4 separate regions of the Mus musculus genome follow, and regions 2, 3 and 4 are each linked to region 1. A link is a contact called in public promoter capture Hi-C data. All regions are on one chromosome and are shown on one strand. The core of a region is the stretch at or near the end of the contact, and the rest is flanking DNA. Distances in the headings are between cores, read along the strand shown.

What was found. Promoter capture Hi-C pulls out the DNA fragments that hold promoters and counts their contacts.
Region 2: a promoter capture Hi-C map of liver shows a contact between it and region 1, with 4 times the contacts expected there. The contact joins the promoter of Mmp24 here to the promoter of Chmp4b in region 1. A contact is called at or near these places in 5 of 39 promoter capture datasets (the 3T3-L1 cell line, hippocampal neurons, liver and 1 more).
Region 3: a promoter capture Hi-C map of pre-B cells shows a contact between it and region 1, with 5 times the contacts expected there. The contact joins the promoter of Trpc4ap here to the promoter of Chmp4b in region 1. A contact is called at or near these places in 10 of 39 promoter capture datasets (the 3T3-L1 cell line, 3T3-L1-derived adipocytes, the C10 cell line and 7 more).
Region 4: a promoter capture Hi-C map of hippocampal neurons shows a contact between it and region 1, with 2.7 times the contacts expected there. The contact joins the promoter of Dnmt3b here to the promoter of Chmp4b in region 1. A contact is called at or near these places in 2 of 39 promoter capture datasets (hippocampal neurons and pre-B cells).

Annotation. Positions count from the first base shown.
Region 1 is chr2:154,655,321-154,658,596 of GRCm38.p6, forward strand. It overlaps Chmp4b (charged multivesicular body protein 4B), which reads left to right and starts at 1,706. Exons shown (of 5, transcript NM_029362.3): 1 at 1,706-2,051. The coding sequence starts at 1,862.
Region 2 is chr2:155,773,841-155,777,116 of GRCm38.p6, forward strand. It overlaps Mmp24 (matrix metallopeptidase 24), which reads left to right and starts at 1,502. Exons shown (of 9, transcript NM_010808.4): 1 at 1,502-1,797. The coding sequence starts at 1,633.
Region 3 is chr2:155,690,772-155,694,047 of GRCm38.p6, forward strand. Trpc4ap (transient receptor potential cation channel, subfamily C, member 4 associated protein) reads right to left here and starts at 1,613. Exons shown (of 19, transcript NM_001163452.1): 1 at 1,368-1,613. The coding sequence starts at 1,535.
Region 4 is chr2:153,647,764-153,651,039 of GRCm38.p6, forward strand. It overlaps Dnmt3b (DNA methyltransferase 3B), which reads left to right and starts at 1,686. Exons shown (of 23, transcript NM_001271744.1): 1 at 1,686-1,977.

The DNA.
Region 1 (3,276 bases), core at 456-2,955:
CTCCTCTTCTTCCTCCTCCGTCTTCATTTTCTTTTAGAGATCAAGACAGAATTTTGCTATGAAGGCCACACTAGCCTGGAACTCCAGGTTTCCTGTGTCAGCCACTATAGACAGACACTGCCCCTGGCTTTCAGCACCCTTTTAAAAACAAGAGTCCCGCAGAGGCAGGCGGATTTCTGAGTTCGAGGCCAGCCTGGTCTACAAAGTGAGCTCCAAGATGGCCAGGGCTATACAGAGAAACCCTGTCTCGAAAAAACCAAAAAACAACAACAACAAAACCAAGAGTCCCAATGTAGGTTCAAATTCTTCCCCAGAGACGGATGCCAATTGTGTGGTAAGAGTATTTAAGTTAAATTTGAGTTTTCTAATATAATCCCCCCAAACATGACTTTCTATACTCCTAGAGTGTCTTACTATTATTGTGACCAAAGCAACTCGGGGAGGAAATGGTTTACTGAGCTTATACTTCCATATCATTGATCATCATGAAAGCAGGTCAGAACTCAAACAGACAGGAGGTTTTTTCTTTTTCTTTCTTTCTTTCTTTCTTTCTTTCTTTCTTTCTTTTTTTTTTTTCAGTGCCAGAAATACAATTACATTCAGGAGGTTTTTTCAAGTCAGGGTTTCTCTGTATAGCCCTGGCTGTCCTGGAACTCAGTCTGTAGACTAGGCTGGCCTATAACTCAGAAATCTACCTGCCTCTGCCTTTGCCTCTGGGATTAAAGGCATGTGCCACCACATGGCAGCCCTCTTATCTCAGCCTTTCAAAAGATGTGAGATTATAGGCATGAATTGCCAAGTCCTGTTTAAAACACACATCTTTATTTGAGTGCCTGTAGTCAGCTGGGCCCTTTATATTCCTATCTCACTTACAAACTCTTTTAAGAGGACTTGTGACAATTTCAAATTTACAGCTTTGGAAAGCAAGAGGAAGTAAGTATCTAAATGAATATTCGAGGCTGATTTTGAAGCTTTGCTGTTGAATTACACTGCCAAGGTGGTTAGTCTATTTTAGGTTTCAGAAGGTCTCTTAGGTGAATAAAGAGAATGACAGCTCATCCAAGTAGAGAGAACTGACCGGTCTGGTAAAGTAAGCTAGTTAGACAGCCAGTTTCCTGGGCTTGATTCACTGACATATAAATTAGGAACAGCACAGATCCAACACTTCAGAGGCAGAGACAGGCCAGCCTCTGATCCTTAGGAACTTCAAGGCCAGCTTAGGCTACATGAAAGTCTGGTTCCAAAACAGACACACAAAATAGGAACAGCATTATCTGTTGTAAACTGCTTTAAGAATCAAATGTGATTATGATTGTAAAGTACTATGTTCCAGAGATCATAGAAAATGAGTGATGTTGTTATCACTATTACTTCCCGTGCTGTGAATTAGGTCCAGGGTTCTATCACGGACCAGCACAACGAACCCCTCTTTTTGTAATAGTTATTTCTTCTCTTCCTGGTCTTTCATCTCTACGGAACACATTCCAAAGAGACTACATTTTCCAGCATGCCACATTGCCCTTTGACCTCTGCGAGACTAAAAAGATGCGCCATAGTACGCCAGGAGCCGGAAAACTCAGACTCCCGGCTTGCAGCGCGCGGTCCTCCCTTAGACTCGAGGGGCTGCGGGCGCGTGGTGCTCTGGGAGCTGTAGTCAGCGGCGCGTTGCCCTGACGCCGGCCGGGCCCGGGCGTGGGGGCCTGTGGGAGGTGGCGCGGCCGGGCCCAGCTGCGGGGCGGAGGTGGAGGCGAGGCCTGCGGCTGCGGGGAGCGGCAGGCCGGGAGTGGGCGCGGGAGCCGAGCCGAGCCGAGCCGAGCCGAGCCGGAGTGGGCGCCGGAGGCCGGCGCGGCGAGCAGCAACCATGTCGGTGTTCGGGAAGCTGTTCGGGGCTGGAGGGGGTAAGGCGGGCAAGGGCGGCCCGACCCCCCAGGAGGCCATCCAGCGGCTTCGGGACACGGAGGAGATGTTAAGCAAGAAGCAGGAGTTCCTGGAGAAGAAAATCGAACAGGAGCTGACGGCTGCCAAGAAGCACGGCACCAAAAATAAACGCGGTGAGACGGCTGGGGCCCCATCAGACTCTCCACTGGCTCTCCTAAGGCTCCCCAGGCCCGGACTCCACTTTGTCTAACTCGTTTCGGGGTCTCTCTCGACTCTGGAACTCTCCGGCCAGACTTCTTTCGTTGTCCAGCCGAGCCGGGGATCCCTTTCCATCTGACTCCTTCTGGGTCTCCTTGAGCCGGTTCACTTGCATCATCAGACTCCCTTCAAACTCTCCCTACCCTGGCAGGCCTCTTCTGACCCAGATCTCACAGCACTTTAACTTTGCTCAGTCTGTTCCACTCTGTTCCATTGTATTCTTTTCTCTTTGGCCTCACCCATCTTCCCAGCCACTGCCTCTACCCCCACCTTGGTTCATTTCTTTGCCCCACCCTATCATTTATGTGTTTCTTGGTCCACCTCTGTCCTCTCCTGAGCCCTTGGTGACGTCTGAGCTGCCTTCTGCCCCTGACTTAGGAGTCTTCTTGAGAAGCTTCCTTTATGGAGAAAAAAGAGAACTGGGGAGTGAAGAGACCCTCTGGGACCCGCTCTGTCTGTTCACTTGTTGAGTGTACTTGTTAAGTTTTGAGTTCCACATCCACCGGCTAGGAGCTGGCCACTGGAAGACCTAAGATGTCGATAACCCTGTGATTCTCAGAGCTTCCGTGTTGTAAGCCTTACCCTCTTGTGACTCACCACTTCCCCGTTCCTCCTGAACCAGAAATGACGAGGACTCTGCCTCTGTTGACCCAGTCCTGTTGTTGATTGGAACTTGAAAGCTTCTTTGCTTCCTGTCTAGGAATCGAAACTGTCTAGGAAGTACCTTGTAGTTTTCTTCAGTGAGATGGATGTGAAAATGTGTGAATGACTGTAAAGAAAGTCAAAATGCTCATGTGTGTTTTTGTTACAACAATGTGAGCATGAATCATAGCGTGACAGGTCACCCCTTGAGAGTGGGCCGAAGTTGAGAGATAGAGAGAGGTGGGGGGGGGGGGCTGGCTTAGGAATCATGCAAACAAGTATTTAACCCAGAAGGTTACCAGGGAAATTTCTTCCGGGACTGTGACCTTTAGTGGATTTATCCTCCTAAGAGTGTTTATAATATCCAGTACTAGTAGGGGCTTAACTAACATGGGAAACATTAGCTTGTTTTGTATCACAATGATAACCTATCTTGAGGGCTGCTCCTCTGCCAATATCATAGCAAACATTGAGGGAATTCTGAGTACCCAGGACATC
Region 2 (3,276 bases), core at 252-2,751, 1.1 Mb after region 1:
GCTCTTTGGGCGCCTGCCACACTTTATCTTTTCTTCTCTACTCATCCCTGTGCCCACCCATCTCTAAGACCGTGCAGTAGCTCCCAGTTTCCAGAGGTCTAACTCCTAGCTCCTTGCCACCTCCCCCAGGCTAGTCCTCGCCAGGAGGACTCCAGATCTGTGAAAATGCCATAGTCCACCTTCTGCACTGCCCATCACCTCCTTTCATGTCCTTTGTCACCTCATCCTTTACCATCCTAGCAGACAAGATGTGCTTTGAGGCCAGAGCACTCCAGCTGCACCCTTATGAATCATGTATGTTTGGCAAACTTATCCAGAGCCTCCTCTTTATCCTAAAGTGGTTTACGATAACAACCTGTTTTCACGGAGCTTCTCACAGGACTTCGGGAGGAATAATTCAGTGACGGGCTTAGCCCGATGCCTGGGATGTAGTAGGCATTCAATAACTAGTAGCTGGTGTTGGGATCTGTGTGTCCTTTTATGGAGGCTCTCATCATGCTCTGCCTTGGGAGAGGACTAACACGGAACACTTATTAAATTCTGAGGCACGACGGTACACAGGAGTAGTGAGGGCAACATTTTATAAAACGGAGATGAGCCAGTGCTTGCACACAGGTCTGTGTATGTCCCTGTTCCACACCTCCAAACTACCAAACAACCACAACGTACACATTATCTCTGTAGATCTCTGTAGTCACCCCATAGGGACCCACAGACACCACACACACACACACACACTGCCCCGACCCTCCCCCTTGTTTAATTCCAGCCTTTCCTCCAGAGCATTGGTAGAGCCCCACTGTCTCCTACATACCTACCTCCGGCCTCCCTAAGCCGGGACCCCTGGAATCCTTTCTGATACTTGGTATCCTGTTTGTCTCAGTGCTTACGGTTTCTCACTAGGTGTAACCTTCTACACCTTGGCCCAGGAGCCTCCCTTTTCACTTTAGTAGCCCCAGAAGCCCAGGGCACTGCTGGTGTTCCATAGAAGGTGTTCCACAAATGTGGGACATTCAGGGGGTGGGTGATCCCTCTCCCTCTGAGGGGTAAAGGAGCGAACTTCCCAGAGGGGTCTCCCGACCCCAGTGAAGCACTGCCCAGGTTTGCTCTTCTTGGTTCTCAGCACCACCCCTCTTAAGCCCCCGAAACCCTTTCTCCGATGTCAAGCATTTTTGAGCTCGTTTTCTTCCAAACCCGGCGGTCTCCCCAGACCCCTTTTCTCCAGTGTTAAGCCTCAGCCCTTCTCCCCCAGGGCTAGCCTGGGGTTACAGACCCGGGGCCCGGCCAGCCGCCCTAGGGCCAGAATTATTTATCTGGCCTCTTCACCCTCCCTCAGGGTTGCCCTCTTTGCACCCGGGGCCTGGAGCGAGCGCCTCCCGCAGCCCCGCCGCTGCCGCCTCCCGCAGGTCCCGTTCGGGCGCTGCCCCCGCGCCCCCGGCCGCCCCTCGCCGGGGCGGGGCGCGCGGAGGCGGGGGCGCGCGGCGGCCGAGGCGGCGGCGGCAGGCGGGCCAGGCGCGCGTCCGCGGCGCCGTGACTCGGCGGCTCCGCAGCGGCTGCAGCGGGAGGACCCGGCCGGAGCCGCCGCCGCCGCCGCCGCCATCGCAGCCGGGCGGCCGGGCCCCCGCCGCCGGGATGCCGAGGAGCCGGGGCGGCCGCGCTGCGCCGGGCCAGGCCTCGCGCTGGAGCGGCTGGCGGGCCCCGGGGCGGCTGCTGCCGCTGCTGCCCGCGCTCTGCTGCCTCGCGGCGGCGGCGGGGGCCGGGAAGCCGGCCGGGGCGGACGCGCCCTTCGCTGGGCAGGTGGGCAGGCGCGCGGGGTCGAGGCCGGGGCCGGGGCTGGGCAGGGGGCGGCACCGACCGGGCCTGGTTCGGGGTGCCTGGCGCCGGGTCAGCGCGAGGGCCGGGCGGGGCCCGCGGGCCGGGCTCCGTTCAGCACCGCGGACAGAGGCAGCGGGCGGGGGCGGAGCGGAGGGTCGAGGTGGCCGCGGTGACGGTGGGGCGTGTGGCCTGCAAGGCTGTGTGTGAGGGAAACCGTACGCCTCGGAGTAAATAGTAAGCGCAGCCAGTGTGTTGTGGGCTGGAGGAGAAGCCGAGGATGTTGGAGCTGGAGAAGGGGGAGGGAAGAGGGCGAGGAAGGACCGGATCGCGGTCTTGGTAGCTGAAGGGCCGTCGGGATAGGCGAGATCAGCGTGGCCCCACCGGGCAGAGCTGAGGCCAACGGACCGTGGGGGGTGGGGGATTACAAGAAGGCACATTTCGGCCCAAGGCAGGAAGTTTTTAACAATTGGAGGTGCTCAGCCAGCCCAGGAGGCGGTGAGCTGCTCATCACTGGCATGTGCAAGTAGGAGCTCCAAGAGGGGATTGGATGGATGCATGCATAATGCCTGCATGGATACATGCATAATAACAACCGTGCACTATGGGCCAGACTTGGCGCTATGTTTGATAGGAATTAGCTTATTTAACCCCAGCATGTATCCTGTGAGCTTGTTGTAGCACCTGTCCCCATTTTACAGATGAGGATAGAGACCCTGAGAGCTTAAGCAATTCGCTCAAGGTCACAGAGCTAGTGGTTTGACTCTAGTCTGTTTCATGTTTAAGCCAGGACATTATGTCGTATAAGGTCCGGGACAGTTGTACTAATTTTGTTGCTGTCTCCCAGCCTAGAAGCCTGCAATTCTAAAAAAAAAAAAAAAAAATAATGTTGAACCAGTGTTAACGTTGCTGGAGGAAATTGGTGATTGCCTGAATTATCCCGAGAGAAGTGTGTTTGTTAAGTAGACAGGCTGTTTAGAAGAATCTGCCAGAACAGCAGTTTTTAACTGGGCAAGGGACTCAAGGGATCATAAATTCTCTGAAATTTTCTGCTAATTTGTGTTTATATGTGAAAAATGTGTGTTTTTCTAGAAGGGAAGCTCCCGATTTCCTCAGCCTCTCCAAAGATGACATGTTTAAAGAAAATTTAGGATGTGTGAAAGAATCCTTTGCCGAGCTAATAGTCTGCCTCTTCAGGGTTTATAATCATTAGCTGACTTTCAATGAAAACTTTCTCTAGTTTGTGCTTTTAGCTCTATCAAAGTGACGTGGTTCATGGCTTTTCACCGTAGCAAAAGCAGGATTCTTCCAGACTTCCTGAGTGTGTGCAGGGTGAAGCAGAAGGGTCTGCCCTGGGGTTTAGTATGTGTGGGCTCTCACCTGATCTTACCCCTGGCGGCTTTGTGACTTTGATCTCTCACCATCTCTGAAGATGGAGCTGAATGAGCTCAATTTGGAGACCTT
Region 3 (3,276 bases), core at 363-2,862, 1.0 Mb after region 1:
CACACTCGCTCAGTGAGGTATTCTGGCTTCAAGGACAGAGCAAGTATTTCTCACCTCTTCTTAAGGCAAATGCAGAGGAATGCAATGAAGAAAAGACTGCTCATCTACAGTTTCTATAGGGAAATTCAGCCGCCCCTTCACCTGCGACCATTTCACCTTGATCTGTTCAGTTCTTTCAGTAATATTCAAATGGATCAAAATTAACTTTAAATATGTAGCGGTGTATAGAAAAATCTCACACCCATTCTCTCATCCACTCACCTAATTCCTGCCCGTCCCTCTCCCATCAACACTGTTTGGTTCCTTATGTAGTCCTCAAAACTATATACAAAGCTATCTTGAAATTAAGCTAATGTTTTCAAAGTAAGTTCTGGGATCACCTGGGAGAAAGAAGAAAAAGTGAGAGGAGTCACCTATCCTCATCTATTTATTCTAAGGTTGTGCCCTATACACCCCCCTCCCCCGCAACACACAGACACACACCCTACACCACCACATGTATAGGACATCAATCATTACACTTAATAAGCTAGACACTAAACAGAACAATAACTGATTACCCTTCAGCCCTTATATGCACCTGAAATACACTAACACTTGACACATCTATCTCCTCTGAATTTGACAATAGCCTTAAAGGGTGAATTAAATGAGTAAACAACGGCCCTGAAAGGTAACTTGCCCGAGGGAGAAAGAGAATAGGGCTTTGAACTAAAGTTCTTCCCCCAAAGCATGTATCCCTACGCTAGTAAAAGAGTCTTCTGCACCCGTTGGAGCTCAGCCTAATGTGAGATACAGGCGTGAAAGGGCAGACAACAAAGAAATATGCAATTACAGGCAAAGAAAATAGAGCATCAGAAAACGAATTGGGTGATCTGATAGAATAACAACCGGGGGGCCTACTTTAGAAAAGGAGGAGGAACGTTGAGGCCTCTGGGAAGATGACATTTATCATAAGCTTGGGAACCGTTTGGGGGCGGGGGGGCGCTGCAGTGAAGAGGACCCCGTCCTGCTCACAAGGGGCAAACACGAGACCAGTAGAAGATGAAGCCAACTCGCCAAGGTCCTCCAGACACGCAGACGTGGCGCAGGGAAATGAGGATCTAGAAACTCGGCCCAGGGCTTAGACGCGCCATCAATACCCCAGGCAGCTCGACTCCACTCGGCCCAGACCCGCAGGCCTCCAAGCTGGCCACTGCCCTCCGTCCCAACGCGGCTGACAGCGTCCGGACCGCACACAGGACAGCGCCGCGGCCAGCCAAGGGGGATCTGGACGGTCCGCAGCGGCCTGGAAAGGCCTCTTCCCCGGCCCCTGGCCAGCTCCAGCCTGGCCCGCCCCGCCCCGCCCCTCCGGGCCGGCCTCGTACCTGCACCGCCCGGACCAGGCCTCGGCCGGTGAGCTGGCCCTGCCGCAGCTGCAGCAGGATGTTACCCGGCCGCGGTCGACCTCCCCAGCCGCCCCACGCCGCCGCGGTAGCTGCCAACCGCCTCCCCCGGCTGGCCCCAGCTCCAGCCGCTGCGGGCGCTGCCGCCATGTCTCCTCGTCCGACAAACAGGAAGCAAGCGGTCCCGGAGCCGTGTCGATTTCTACGGGGCGGCGGAGGACTCTCTACATCGCCCCTAGTGGACTGACGCGGAGGTGCAAGCCGCGTGGCAGGGACTGTGCGTGCCCCGACGCCTTATGGGAACTGTAGTCTTTACCGAGGGGGAGCAGGTAGCTGAGATGTGGCTCTTCCTGGCCCTCCAGTTTGCTGAGTGGGATACCTCCAGCATTTCTTCGAGGTTGCTCCAAGTGGAAAACCAGTCACTATGTGCACAAGCTCTCAAAATTTTCGCTAGCTGGAAATGATGCAAGCCCAGTGTCCAGGGAAAAATTCTAGGCCCTAGGCCAGAGTTGACACTTGACACGTGTCCCCTTCCTTTTACAATTGACTTTAGCCAAGTCACTACACATTACCCCTAGCCCTCAGTCCATTCAATATTTAGGTCCTGGGAGCCAGACTAGTCAACTAATATTTTTATTACAATTAACAAATATGTGCTTTATGTAAATGAGACGTAAAGGACCATCAATGCTATTGCTTATTCGAAGAAAATGGCGAAAAATATTTCATTTACAGATAGATGTCAAAAAATAGTTCCTAAAGGCACCAGCTGTACTCCTCATACTGAATATATAGGTGAGGTGGAGGGCGAGGTGATAAGCAGAACAGCAGAGGGCCCTGTTAGGGGACGAGGGTTTCAGGGGACCACAGCTAATCCACACAAACAAATGTAGTTATTTATTTGGCAAACTGTATCCCCTATCAAATAGAATATTGCCCTCATTTTCCCCGCAAGTAGAACTGAATTCACTGGCTCCGACAAACCTCGGAAGCAGGGTGGTGCTGACTCTCCCCACTTTCTCTTCTAGGAGGCTATCTTGTAACAAAAATAAGTTGAGTGTGCCAAATTAGGATGCCATGAAGTTTGCTACTTGTAACTAAGGTGGCTATAATTTGTTGCCCAAACCAAAAGTCCTTAAAAAGTGAAATGATGTAATAAGTAACTTGCAGTGGAACAACAGCAGGCATTTGAGATCGCTGCCAAGGCAAACTAGACTGTGACTGACATCTGCATGCTACTTGCAAGGTGTGGCTCCCACTCGCTCCAGCAGATCACTGCCTGGTGACCTGGTTTAAGACAAAGAAAATAGGATAAGGAGAGATGAGTCAGTGGGTAGAAGCACTGGCTGCCAAAACTGACGACCTAAGTTGTTGGGTCCAATGAACCCATGTTGGTGAAAGGAGAAAATAATTCCTCCAAACTGCCCTCTAATCAATCTCTCTCTCCCTCTCCCTCTCCCTCTCCCTCTCCCTCTCCCTCTCCCTCTCCCTCTCCCTCTCCCTCTCCCTCTCCCTCTCCCTCTCCCTCTCTCTCTCTCTCACACACACACACTTTAAATGTAATTTTTTTTGTTGTTTTGGGGTTTTTTTGTTTTTGTTTTTCAAGACAGGGTTTCTCTGTGTAGCCCTGGCTGTCCTAGAACTCACTCTGTAGACCAGGCTGGCCTCGAACTCAGAAATCTGCCTGCCTCTGCCTCCCAAGTTCTGGGATTAAAGGAACGTGCTACCACTATTCGGCTTAAATGTAATTTTTTAAAAAAGATTTATTTATTATTATACATAAGTACACTGTAGCTGTCTTCAGACACACCAGAAGAGGGTGTCAGATCTTATTACGGATGGTTGTGAGCCACCATGTGTTTGCTGGGATTTGAACTCAGGACCTCTGGAA
Region 4 (3,276 bases), core at 436-2,935, 1.0 Mb before region 1:
AGTGTCTCACACAGCCACAGTCCAGTCTGGTGTGGAACTTGCTCTGTCACTGAGGTTGGCCTTAAATTCCTTAAACTCCCAAGTGCTGGGATTCTAGGTAGGATCCACCATGCTTTGATTCTCTTGACAGTTAGAGTCATTCCCAAGCGACAGACCAAGACCACCTGCTCATCCAGACTCTTTTAAGGCATCCTCTTTTGCACCAACTTCCGGACACACTTCAGAGCCCTGGCAGTCAAGACATTCCTGCGGTTCCTCTTCCCTAGGGGGCCAGGTCCAGGCCGGGCTGGGCTTTCTCTCCTTTTGTCTTTTGACCAGTCTACTCTTTTTTAAGTAGAAAAGGGCCCAGGAAGTGTTAAGACTTGAAGTTCCCCAAATAGTCGCCATTTGCCCATTTACTCACTAACCAGGAAGAAGGGCAGGAGGAAAGCTGTGTTTAACAGGAGTTAGAACCCCAGAGGCAAGAGACCTGTGGAGATTCATTCATTCATTCATTCAACCAACTTGTATTGAGTTAATTCCTTTTGATGCTAGCCTCCCTGTGGACCTGTGCTCCTAGAGAGATGTGGCTTCCAGTTTCCATCTAGATGGAAGATGGAAGCCACCTCTGCCCCGCTAGGAGATGCAGACAAGACTATACAAAACAATCTCAGATGGGTTTCAGTGTTATAGGATTTGAAGACTGTTCTGTTTGGTGATAAGAAAGCCTCTTCTTGTGACAGATCTGGGGAAACAAAGTCTGAAAGGAGGAAAGAGGCCAAAGCTTTCCTTAGAAGGACAATGCTTGGTGTGTAGGAGGAGCAGCAAAGCAGAAGAGGTTGGAGTGAAGTCAGGGAGCCAACAAAATAAAAGATCCGTGAAAGCTGAGCCTGCACGTGCTAGGCCTTGTATCGAGCCGAGCCTTTGCAATCATTCGATTTGTTTATCCCTTTAACATATATTTATTTAGTGTCTACTTTAGTGATCACCATCTAATGTATGGAGACAGACAAGCAGGAAAACAAATAAACATGAACGCCAGGTGCCTATCATAAGTATTTGTGTTTCTCCAGTGGTTCAGCGTGGGCCTTTTGGCCGAGGCAGCCCTAAGCTGCAGGGTAGGGCTCCTCCCCAGCTGGCACGAGGAACCCAGGTAGTTGGGGGAACATGTATGCTTTTTCTTCCTCCAAGGCCTCCTCTCCCCTCAAGATGGCTGACAAAGGCCAAGCTAGGTGAAAGCAGGAAGCAGAACGGGGGTCCCCAGCGGGTGACCCATAGGGCCACTACAGCGCCCTGGACAGCTTTGCAGCGGAGGGATGGTCGAAAAGCCAATGCAGGGTTGCTGTGTGACTCCAGCAGGAGCTCTTCCCTCTCTGGGCCGCTCATCCAGACCTGTGAATGTGCTTGTATGTGCGTGTGTGCATCTGATCTGGATTGGGGGACAGGAAAGGGGGTGTCTCAGGTGGAGAGGGCTGGGAGCTATCCGTGGGCTCTGGTCATCTAGGAGGGTGACCCGCAAGGCATAGGGGGCCCAGGGGAGGCTCCCGAGGAGGCAGGGCGAGGAAGCTCGGGAGGGATTTCAAATCTCCCTCGCCCGTCCCCTAGGCCCGGCCGGCCGGTGAGTGGCTGCGGCGGGGGCGCCCCCCGGGCGGGGGCGGGGCCAGGGCCGGGCCCGGGCTACAAGGGCAGCGGCGCCGCCCCCTCCCCACCCACTCCCGTGCGCGCCCGGCCCGTAGCGTCCTCGTCGCCGCCCCTCGTCTCGCAGCCGCAGCCCGCGTGGACGCTCTCGCCTGAGCGCCGCGGACTAGCCCGGGTGGCCCACTGGCGCGCGGGCGAGCGCACGGGCGCTCCAGTCCGGCAGCGCCGGGGTTAAGCGGCCCAAGTAAACGTAGCGCAGCGATCGGCGCCGGAGATTCGCGAACCCGACACTCCGCGCCGCCCGCCGGCCAGGACCCGCGGCGCGATCGCGGCGCCGCGCTACAGCCAGCCTCACGACAGGTGAGCGCCACGCGCCCCTCGTGGGCTGGGACCTGGTGGTTGGGGCTGTGTGGGTTCCGGGACGACAGGTCCCCTGGTGGCGCCTGGATGTTTGCCGGGGTTGGGGAGAACGGGGCGCGTGGCGCTTAGCGGGACGGGGACACGGGACTGGGCACGGGGACAGAGGAAGCGAAGTCCCCGCTGCACTCCGCCACTCTGAAGAGTTGAGGGAAGGAGACCTGCAGCAACTTTTCTGGAGTGTAGAGTTGAGAACACTTGGGAGCGGAGTGGGGCCCGAGCGGTGGCTGTCCCCGGGACCCAAAGTCCTTACCTAGCCCAGTTCTTACCCAGAGCCTCCTCGGGGAGGAAAGGCTGGGATGTAGAGGCAGAAGTTGTTTTGTCAATGTAGTAGTGGTTGTGGATCCGTTCTGACTTGGAACCTCGCACTCCCAGGTTGGGATGGCGCTCTGGGTACCGGCAAGTGGGGATGCTAGATGGGCGTTGTCCCCGGGGTCCTCCGGAGCGGAGCCTCTTGTGCTGCAGCGTTGCCGGCTGCTGGGAGGGGCTGGCTGAGCACACCTGGCCGGGGAGGAGCCAGCGGGGGGCGGTTCCTCACCTTGCCGGCTGCCCTAGGGGCTCACTTTCCATTCTTAGCCTTCTTCCGGGGTGAGGTGGCCCCACTACCTAGTCCATACACTGAGTCCTTAATTATAAAATGACCCTCTGCCTCCACTTCCTAGCGGTTAATCGTCCGTGCTTCAGGGATTGCTTAGGGATACCTGTGGAATCCGTCCAGGCTAGAGGTTGCAATCAAAGCGGAGACCTACTTACTGCGTTCCCAAGGTTGGACTGCACGGAGGGGAAGAGTTTCTTGCTCCAGTCTCACCTGTGGCAGCGGCAGTCCTGTGATCTCCATGCCTCTGCCTGTGATTCCCTGTGATTTCTGCTTTGCACTCGGAAGCATATGAATTAAAATGAATTAAGGCCTCAGTAGAGTGCTTCCGGACTTGTGGATGTTGTGGGCTTTGGGCTGGTGACACTCACCGACCTTCCTCTGTCCACCAGGCCCGCTGAGGCTTGTGCCAGACCTTGGAAACCTCAGGTATATACCTTTCCAGACGCGGGATCTCCCCTCCCCCATCCATAGTGCCTTGGGACCAAATCCAGGGCCTTCTTTCAGGTAAGCTACCCACCACCACTGCATTACACCTCCCAGCTTCAAGGTAAACTTCCGTAAGGTTGGTAATACACCAAGCACCATCTTTATTGTGTGGTTGGCCTCATTACCTCCCGGCACATGGTTGGAAGCAGACTGCCCAT